2 separate regions of the Mus musculus genome follow, and region 1 is linked to region 2. A link is a contact called in public HiChIP or PLAC-seq data. All regions are on one chromosome and are shown on one strand. The core of a region is the stretch at or near the end of the contact, and the rest is flanking DNA. Distances in the headings are between cores, read along the strand shown. Region 1 overlaps Vps53 (VPS53 GARP complex subunit). Region 2 holds the start of Vps53 (VPS53 GARP complex subunit).

The links. HiChIP or PLAC-seq counts read pairs in DNA pulled down with a chosen protein or histone mark.
Region 1: an H3K27ac HiChIP or PLAC-seq map of embryonic fibroblasts shows a contact between it and region 2, with 14 read pairs. The contact joins the enhancer-like site here to the promoter of Vps53 in region 2. A contact is called at or near these places in 6 of 39 promoter capture datasets (the 3T3-L1 cell line, embryonic stem cells, macrophages and 1 more), 1 of 15 datasets of contacts at CTCF or cohesin (the NIH/3T3 cell line), 11 of 484 Hi-C or Micro-C datasets (the 3T3-L1 cell line, 3T3-L1-derived adipocytes, the AML12 cell line and 8 more), 5 of 115 datasets of contacts at active chromatin or transcription factors (bone marrow-derived macrophages, embryonic fibroblasts, embryonic stem cells and 1 more) and 3 of 9 other capture datasets (adipose tissue, liver and pancreatic islet).

What each region holds. Positions count from the first base shown.
Region 1 is chr11:76,118,050-76,123,052 of GRCm38.p6, forward strand. It overlaps Vps53 (VPS53 GARP complex subunit), which reads right to left. Exons shown (of 22, transcript NM_026664.4): 8 at 3,469-3,547. Among named protein-coding and RNA genes, the nearest start is that of Gm46252, 30 kb to the right of the region's middle. Within about 2 kb of position 2,837, at least 49 of the 459 cell types and tissues checked have an H3K27ac peak or open chromatin away from gene starts, as enhancers often do. A contact at or near this core is called in embryonic fibroblasts, where this site is marked.
Region 2 is chr11:76,176,293-76,181,758 of GRCm38.p6, forward strand. It overlaps Vps53 (VPS53 GARP complex subunit), which reads right to left and starts at 3,346. Exons shown (of 22, transcript NM_026664.4): 1 at 3,121-3,346. The coding sequence starts at 3,207. It also overlaps a transcript of Tlcd3a not described here.

The DNA of each region.
Region 1 (5,003 bases), core at 1,587-4,086, 59 kb before region 2:
GAAAAGATCACGAGAAATTTTACTGAGTATCAAAACTGAATGTGACCTAAAAAGCCAGAATGACAACAGATTCTATCGAAGGGTCCAAAAGGCAGTGACACTCACAAGTGCCACTTCTTCCTGCTTCCGACCTTCCCAGGACCCTATTGTATTGTTTGCTTGTGCTGTTGCCTTCCTGTCTGCCTTGAGACAAGACATTGCTATGTAGCCCAGACTGGCTTCAAACTCAGGGTCCTCTTCCTTCAACTTCCTAAGTCCTGGAATCACAGGCATGCACTACCATGCCCAACTGTCATTCCTGTTCTTAATGAGGTATATTTGTGTCAAAAAGAGTGATGGTTTTAAAAAGCACGTCCAGGTTCTAAACTGATTTGTTTCACTGATGGCCAATCACACAGCCAGCCAAAGGTGAAGTAATTATGGTAATGGCTCCATGACCGGAAGAGTTGATGTGGGAGAGGCTGTCAGGATACAGCAGCTAAGAAGGCCTTGTTTACTACCAATGCAACTAGATCTTACGGACCAGCCAGTACATCCTGGACATACTGCTGACCATGGTCCCTACAGTACAGAGAGGTTTAGAACCTCTTGGTTTAGCAAGCTAGCCTGATGGCTTGGGAGACATTACTCAACTCTACCCAAAAAGCAATGGACTTGAGTCAGGATGAGCGTAAGTTCTTCTGAAGCTCTCCTCATTGTTTCTGTCCATTCTGTAAGTCTCGACTAACGTGCAGGTGTCACTCAAGGGGCCTGAGCCCAAACTGTTACAATTACCTGCTCCATTCTAAATGGCTGCTCTGCTGATCTCTGGATATACTGAATGTTTAACTCTGGCTTCAGGATGAAAATGTGTCAGCTCACTAACAAGTCCTGGAGACCAACACCTCGAGGCGCAGGGGCTCGAACTCTCTTCTTTACAGAGCATTTACTAGAGTACCTTGGTTGTCTTAGTTACATGTCTATTGTGAAGAGACACTCTAACCAAGGCAATGCCTAGAACAAAGAGTTTGTTGGGGCCCATGGGTCCAGCAGCAGCTGGGCAGGCCAGGCACTGGGGCAGTGGTTGAGACTTTACATCTTTATCCAAGAGTAGGAGGCAGAGAGAGAGAGAGACAGAGAGAGACAGAGAGACAGAGAGACAGAGAGAGACAGAGACAGAGAGACAGAGAGATCCAGGAATGGTGCTAGCTTTTTTTTTGTTTGTTTTGTTTTGTTTTGATTTTTTCGAGACAGGGTTTCTCTGTATAGCCCTGGCTGTCCTGGAACTCACTCTGTAGACCAGGCTGGCCTAGAACTCAGAAATCCGCCTGCCTCTGCCTCCCGAGTGCTGGGATTAAAGACGTGCACCACCACGTCCAGCAGTGCTAGCTTTTGAAACCACAAAACCCTCCTAAAACCACAAAACTGGCATACCTCTTAATCCTTCAAAACATTTCTACCAACTGGGGAACAGTATTCAAGCACATGAGCCTATGGGAGCCACTCTTATTCAAACTACCACACTTGGACACTTTATTTTCTTAAAAAAAAAAAATTTTTTTTTTGAGACAAGATTTCTCTGTGTAGTCCTGGCTGGTCTCGAACTCAGAGATCCACTCATAGGGTATATCTCCTGTGCAGTCCACACTGGCCTAGAACTCACTGTGTAGTCCAAGCTAACTCATGATCCTTCTGCTTCAATCTCCAGGATGCTGGGGTGGTAGGCATACCCACCAATCAATACTTTAAAAAAATTCTTGGTTCGACTTTGCAAACCTTGTAAATTAGTATTGCAAGGACTTGTAGAAAAAAATCAATAGCCTTTTAAAATGGAAAAAGAAAACTTTTAACAATTCCCCATCAGGAAACAGCCAGGAAAGGTAATAAAGCCAACAAATCCTTTTAACATCATACTCAACTGGGACCTAGGAGAGAGAGTAGAAGGGCCATAGCTAGATGATGGGCAAACAGTAAGACAATCTTCACTCGTATCCTTCTGAAGCATCGTGCAATGGGATGGAGCAGAGAACACAGAAAGGCAGTCGCCTAGGAAGACAACTGTTCAAACCTAGCCACTAACTTGAAAAAGTAGCTACTAGCCAGGCACCCTCTTTCTGCTTCTCAGAATTCCCTTTTCCTATAGGGCCAACGAGAACATGGCTTTCCAGTCTCTTCCTTTCCTGAGTCACATCAGGTGACCAGCGAGATGAGGGTCTCCAAGTAAAGGCCTCACAAATCATCATATTCCTGGCAGTCAGCTGCAAAGCACGAAGGCGGTAAGGTCAGGAGCTGGTCTATAGAAAGCAATCTCAAAGCCAGGGCTGCCATCCCCACCTATTTCCTCAAATGTAGCACAGAGGGAAAGCGATTAAGATATTTCCAGTTATTGAATTACAGAGCAGATTCAGGAAATGCTCCTTGGCTCCCAAGCGAATGTATATCCATCCCCATCTCCACCCACAAAGCCCGGAGAGGAATGTGGCTAGCCGAGGAATGCTGCTGGCCGGGTGCTCTGCTTCACTTCTGCCTTCAACAATGCTTTCTCTTGAAATAGCTCAAATAATAGAGAAAACAAGCCTCTGCGGGTTCTGTCCTACCCGACACATGCAAAGCATTAAGATGACATCTGCTGCAGTGTGAAGGATGGGGCTAATAGCAGCACAGTGACAGCCAGGGGAGGGGAGCCCGAGTGAGACATGGACCCAGCAGCTCCCAGGCGAAGCCTGTAGGCTTCACAGACACAACAGAGACAACTCCACCACCAGCGAGCTCGAAAATCCCAGGGACAAGGATTCCCATCATTAAAAGTGAGTCTCTGGACTCTGTCATGAGAGTTACATAAGCTCCCAGACATGCCTCCCAGTTGTCTTTTCACCAAACCAAAACCAGTGTTATGTAACAATCCTAAGAACATTAGGGTTTAAAGTTTGTTTGTTTGGTTCTTTTTTTTTTTTTTTTAAAAAGAAAAAAAAACACACAGCTATGTGGGTGGGGGGAGTGAGTTTATTGGGCAGACAAGCTACAAGACTTGACACACATTAAATTAAACCAAATGAATGCCCATTTATTTTTCCCAGAGAGAGGGTCTCATGTAGCCCAGGTTGCCTCAAACTCACTATGTAGGAAAGGATGAATTCCAACTCTGATTCTCTTGCCTCCACCTTCCTAGGGCTTGGATTACAGACGTGAATCACCACACCCAACTTATTTGGGGTTAATGATCAAACCCAGGCCTCAGGCATGCTTAGGTAAGTATTCTACCAACCAACATTCCTGGCCTGAGTCCTCTTTCTGATGCTAGAAGGACAGACAAACAATCGGCATTGTATCAAGACACATAAAACAGGCTCATCTGAGTCGGCAGACCCTTGGCCTGTGCCAGCCAACACTTGTGGGTGATACAACATGAGTTATCACTCGGGTACCTCATTCTCCCTGCAGGGAGTGTGAACACAGTGATAATATCAGAGGCAAAATACAAACCAATACCTTGGTACCCTGCGAAGGAAATGCTTCTTCAAAGTCAGCCAGGATTTGCTGTCCTAACTCTGTCTGTGCAGCCTTCACCCTGTGGGAGGGAGAAGGGACTGTATTAATGACTGGCGCCATTTTCAAATCCTCATATACAAGTGTGCATGGACCCACAGGGTCAGGAACTATGGCGGTCTCTATGTCTGTGCAGGTAATTACCTGGGAATGAAAAGGTATAGACAGCTGGGAAAGAGATATCACACAGAAGCAGGGTTATGATCAGCATTTCAGGATGTGTTATTTTACTTTTTTATTTTTTATTTTTAGTTTTAGTGCTAGGGATTGAACCTATGCCTTGGGCATGGGAGGCAAGTGCTCTGTCACTGAGCATACTGCCAGCCCTTCAGGACACAGTTCTAGGTCACTCTTCCCTACTGTGAGGTATCTAGATTGAACGTGTATAACATTTCATGGAAATATAACAGCAGCCTGACCAAACACAAACCTATTGTGTCACTGGAACAACTGTTTCCTGTTCTGTGGGACACAGGCTTAGAAGAGTGCTTCAGACTGTTTCAGTGTGGTTTATATTTGCTTTTCATAATATTTTAATATAATATGTTAATTTTTAAAATACTTTAAAACAACAAAAAGAGTGTTCTCTAAGGTAAAAGAAAAAAGAGCGAGATGACCAGTGAACGGTTCTTTGTAAGTGAAGGGCATTATTAACTTCGAAGGGCATAATCCCAGCACTGAAAAGGTAGAAGCAGAGGATCACAAGTTCAAAGCCAGAGTGAGATGCATAAGAGCATGTCTCACAAAGCAAAACAAAACAAGACAGGCAAAACAAGCAATAGGCACTGGATGAAGATTTAACTTCAAGAGAATAAAACTGAACTGTAAGGAAAACTAAGCAGAAGGATGGGGTGGGCTGGTTCTTGATGGTGTCTGCAGGATTGCAGGGTGATCAGGAACGATGCAGCATGAATGGTGGATGAAGGGGAAGGAGACAGTGCTGGAGTGAAACAGGACGTGCGCATCAGCAAGCACTGTGATCATGTCATGTCCTCCTTGTCCTGACAGCTGCCTCGCCTCATGATACCTGGCTTGTCCCAGCCAGAAACAGAGCTAAAGAGTGAGGCTCTTGAGCAGCTGTTGAACTTCCCTGAGCCTGAGGTAAAGACTTGCTTTGCTAAAAGCACCATGAAACAGCATGCCTCCTTTCTTGGACTCCACCCTGAAACTTCTGGATTGATTTACAAAGTTTCTAGCAATAGTGAACTTGAAACCACAATTTCTTTGGCTACTTAGGAGAACCTGGCAAGGGGCTGAGATTTTATTTTTAACGAGAGGATAGGCATGACCCAGAACACTCAGTTTCTTCCTGTGGCACAGTTATAATCATGCCTGATTCCAAATACTTTCCAGGGTTTTTCCACTATCTTCAAATGTTCCAAACCATTCCTATAGAAGAGTTTATATTCTTTTCAGTTTGTGTTCAAGATATGGCTGTGCTGGAATCTACCCCACCCCCACCTGGAGTTGCCTCAGAG
Region 2 (5,466 bases), core at 2,096-4,595:
AAAATGCTGGAGCATGGCGGTATATGCCTATAATCCTAGCACTGGGGAGGTGGTGTGTGTGTACATGTGTTCCAGAGTGATTGTGGAGGATCAAGAATTCAAGGTCAATCTTAGTTACATTGTGAGGGCAAGGCCTACATGAGACCCTGCTTCCAAAATATGGTAGTAGAGTGCAACAGAGACTAGCAAAATTAGACTCAGCAGGTAAAGTAATTTCCTCTAAGCTTGATGACCTGAGTTCAGTCCCTAGGCCCCACATGAATTGACTTAACTCTGCAGTTTATCTTCTGATCTCCATAAGCACACTGGTGCACAAGTATACAAATGTAATAATAAAACCAAACCAAACAGATAAAGAAAAGTGATCCTATGGGTTCTGATTTTTACTAGCGTAAGACAAATAATAACCGTGTAAAGCAATCTTCAGCAAATCTTCAGTCTGTGGAATATAGAGTTAAAAATCCGGAGTTGGAGCGATGGGTTAAAAGCAATGGCTGCTCTTACAAGAAGACTTGGGTTCAGTTTCTAGAACCCATATGGTTCCTTGCAACTGCCTCCAAATCCAGTTTCAGGGAATCGACTGCATCTTCTGGCCTTGAAGGGCTCCTGAATTTACATGGGGCACATAAACTCATTCAGGCCCAAACATACACACATAAACAGTAAATAAGTAATTTTTTTTTTATTTAAGAATAAACACGGACAAACCAATGACTTCCTAGGAAAGGTAGAAGAGTCACAGCTTCTAGGATGTGGAGGGCAAGCAGAGGCAAAGGCAGTGAGAGGTGGAGCTTAGTCGTTTCTTTTGAAAGTTTAGCATTGCACTTCTGTGCTGCACACCTAAGGTGAGAATACACCACACGTACAAGTGACACATACATGCAATTATAGAATTAATGAAAAGCCCTTTGCAGAGGGAGTGCTGGGAACAGGGCCTGTCATTGTGAGCTGGTATGAGGAAGTGGGTTATTCACTTCCTAACTGCTCCCAGTTTCTTCATTCTTCTCTTCCTGTTCCTGGGTCTAATCCCAGGCATTAACAGATTTCACACAACGCAGCCCTTGACTTAAGCTACTTCATCCGGTGACACCTATAGAGAGAATGCCAGGCCTCAGTGTTGGCAGAAAAATTCTAGATTTACCAAAAGATGTCTAGACACTGTACTGCATGGGCAGTTTAAGGGATTTCAAGGGGACTCATGCACAGGTCACATACACAAAAATACAGTACAAATCTTAAAAGGTTGAGAATTTTTTAAAAAGATTTATTTGTTTTATGTATATGAGTACACTGTAGTTCTCTTCACACACACCAGAAGAAGGCATCAGACCACATTACACATTACAGGTGGTTGTGAGCCACCATGTGGTTGCTGGGAATTGAACTCAGGACCTCTGGAAGAGCAGTCAGTGCTCTTAACCGCTGAGCCATCTCTCCAGCCCAAAGTTGAGAATTTTTGCAATTTGGGTGACACTAAAGAATATCCCTGGGGGCTGGTGAAATGGCTCAGTGGGTAAGAGCACCCGACTGCTCTTCCGAAGGTCCGAAGTTCAAATCCCAGCAACCACATGGTGGCTCACAACCATCTGTAACATGATCTGACGCCCTCTTCTGGAGTGTCTGAAGACAGCTACAGTGTACTTACATATAATAAATAAATCTTTAAAAAAAAAAAAAAAAGAATATCCCTAAGAGTCTTCTCTTCCCAACAAGAAGTTTTTTGTTGACTAAAGTCTCCTGTCAACTATATTAAGATGTATGGTCATAATATTAGAAGTAACTGTGTAGGTTTTTGTAAGGTTTTGTTGATAGAGGGAGAAAGATCTTCCTTAAGGGAACTGACATGGGGTTATAGTGTAAGAAGAAGCACATTAGGAGCTATGGATATTGCTTTGTGGTAAGACACTTATCTCATGTGCCAAGGATTTGTTCAACCTCCAATACTAATAAAAAAGAAAGGAAAGAAAGAGTGTGTCTCATTTAATGGCTATTGGGAAGGTAGCCCAAGTAAAATAATTCTACTACTAATAATTAGCATATATGGACCATTAATACTTTATTTTTTTGTTTTTCAAGACAGGTTTCTCTGTGTATCCCTGGCTGTCCTGGAACTCACTTTGTAGACCAGAGGTTGGGGAGACGTGTGCATGTGTATGTGTGTTTTGTCCAGGAGTAGTTTTCTCCCTCTATTTTGAGGATCCTGGGGAAGAGACTCAGGTCAGCAGGCTTGGTGGCACAGTGCCTTTACCCACTGAACTATCTCACTAGCCCTCAGTCTTTTAGTTATGGTACAGATTTGTCTTAGTTTGCTTTACATTGCTGTGATAACACAGCATGACCAAAAACAACTTGTAAAGTAAATAATTTATTTGGATTACAGGTTATAGTATGTCGTCATCAGGTGAAGCCAAGCCAGGAAATGGAGCAGAAATCACGAAGGAATGTTACTTACTGGCTTGCTTTCCATGGCTTGCTCAGCTTGCTTTTCTATACAATCCAGAACCTGCTGCCCAGGGGTGGTACCTCCCACAGTGGGCTGGGCCATTCTACAGCATCAACCAAGAAAATGCCCCCACAGATTGCCCGTGGGCCAATCTGATGGAAGCAATTCTCAACTGAGGCTTCCTTTTCCCAGATGACTCCAGCGAGTGTCAAGTGCGCGCGCACGCGCACACCAGCACAAGGGTCATTTTCCAGTATGCCGCCCCACAACCCTATTCTGTCATTCGTTTCCGCAATGGAAGTATCCCACTGCCAATTCCAAACCACTCCAAGAGTTTAACCAGAGAAATGGAAGAAGCCGCACTAGCTGGAAAATGAATAGAGTCTTAAAATCAACCATAATCCGAATTCTCTAGTCACGGGGCTCCCTCTAGGTTTATCCTGTCAAAGAGGACAGCTCGGCCCAAACTCAGCAGGGCGTAACAACCTCGGAAACACAGAGCCTAGAGAAGACGTGTTCGGTCCCCAGGCTGAAAAACCCATCCCCACCTTTACCACCATCCAGACTTCCGCTCAGCATAAGAACCGCCACCTTTCCAGCCTAGCAGGGGAGATTCGACCCTGGCCTAGAGCTGCCCCTTCCACCGCAGCTTCCTCCCGAGGGGGTGGAGCGCTCACCTGCTCGATGGCGAGTTGCACCTCTGGCGTGAGCTGCAGCACAGCCTCCAGCTCCTCCACAAACTCCAGTTCCTCCTCCTCCATCATCCCGCCGCTCAGCCCCCGACGCCCTCTCCAATCCTGCTCGCGACCTGTCTGTCACCAGGACCCCAGAAGAGCAAGCCTCCAGGTACGGGGCTCGAGGGAGCCGCTACTTACTCGGCTAGCCTGGCACTTCCGGAGAACTGGGCACTTCCGGGAACCGGGGGACTCTGGGATAGCGGAGGACTGACTTCCGCAGGCATGGCTGTCAAGTCCCTGGAAAATCTCCAGACAACCCTTAACCTCAAGTTCCCTGTTCGCACGCGGCGGGTTCTTAAGATTGAAAGCCCTCTCTTCTTCGCCCAGGGCGCATCCCCCACCAGCGCCGTAGTGTCGCCCGGGCGCCCCAGAGAGCGGTAGCCACGGCAGTGTCCCAATGGATGGGCAATAAGCCCCGCTGGCCATGAAGCCAACGTGCAACCCGCTCGCTGGATCCCCTTGGTCTAGGGCAGTCTGTGTCCCCCTGCCATCGGGAGTGAAATGACCCCAGCTGGTAAGTGGCAGTGTTGCCAAAGACATTTGAGGTTTGGGAGAGCTTCTGCTCCTTAGATAAGGATCTACTGGGCAGAATTGTCTGAAGCCTCCTCGCTAGGGTGGGGAGTAAGGAGAAAAGCGACCCAACGCTGGGAAGTGTTTGGTTTTTGAGACCGAATGTCCGGGCTGTACATCCTTATTTACACCCTTGATAACCTTATGATCTTGAACAAAGTATTCCCATCTGCCCTGCTTACACTACGTTAGATGGGGTGACATTAAATATGGAAGTATTATGCAAACTTAGGCAGGTAGTACAGGAAATGTTAGGGTGTTTAGCCGCGTACATTACAAAAAGAGGAGCCAGATAGCCCTGTGGAACCGCTTTTCCAGCAGGCACTGGAACAATGATGGAATTGCAGCCAAGGGAAGGGTTGCCTTACCAGTTCAACATTGTGAAAACCTCGACAGAGGAGTATCTGGCCCTGCTGAACTTTTTTTTTTTTTTCCGTACATATAGTTTTATAAAAATTGCTTCAGGAATAATATAATTTGCTTTTTTTTTTTTAGTTTTTAAAAAACATTATAGTTTTAGGAATGGAATTTTATTGTTGTTTTAGTTTGCCCCCCAAAAATGTGTGAGTAGTATAAGTTTTAGCAACAGCAACAAAAGAATGCTTTAAAATATAATTGCAGGAGGACTGTGAGAGACATCAAGATGGCTCAGCCAGTAGAGCATTTGCCCTCAAGCCTGATGCTTGAATTCATCCATCGAACCCACATGTTGATAAGAGAGTTCTAACTTCCACAAGTTACCCTCTAACCTCCACACATATATTATTGACTCATAAAAGTATTATTTTGACAATTATTTAATGACATAGCGATATATGCACAGTGTATTTCAGAAAGCAGAATATTTATTTCTGAGAGCAAAATTGGCTGGGTGTGATGGTACAAGCCTATAATCCCAACACTTGGAAGGTGAAGAGTAGGTGGATAAGGAAAATGTACTGTCTCAACCAAAAGCAAATGACAGGGAAATATATTTTTTCTTTATTTTCCCACACATCTACAATCAACATATGGTACTTTTTTTTGTGTTTGTTTGTTTGTTTGTTTGTTTTTCAAGACAGGGTTTCTCTGTGTAGCCTTGGCTGTCCTGGAACTCACTCTGTAGACCAGGCTGGCCTCGAACTCAGAAATCTGCCTGCCTCTGCCTCCCAAGTGCTGGGACTAAAGGCATGCGCCACCACTGCCCAGCTTTTTTTTTTTTTTTTCTCCATATGGTACTTTTATTATCAGAAACCATAGGTGCTGTCTGGATGTGGTGGCACATGCCTATAAATACCAGGATTCTGGGACCTGAAGCAGAAAGATGGAGAGTTTGAGGCTAGCTGGACTATGTAATGAAATTCTGTCTTAAAAATCAAAAAACAAAGGCTGGCAAGATAGCTGAGCCATTAAAGATGCTTGTTGTTCTTCCAGAGGATCCAGGACTTAAGTTCAGTTTCCAGCACCTTCATTGAGCAGCTGGCCACCGTGGAACTCCAGCTCCAAGGCATCAGACATCCCCTCCAGGAACACCCACACACAAGATGCACATATACATAATTTAAAAATAAAGGGGACAGAGAGATGGCTCAGCAGTTAAGAGCACTGGCTGATCTCCCGGACGACCTGGATTCAATTCCCAGCACCCACATGGTGGCTTACATCAGTCTGTAACTCCAGTTCCAAGGGAGCCAGCACCCTTTTATAGCTTCCTTGGACACCAGGCATGCACACGGT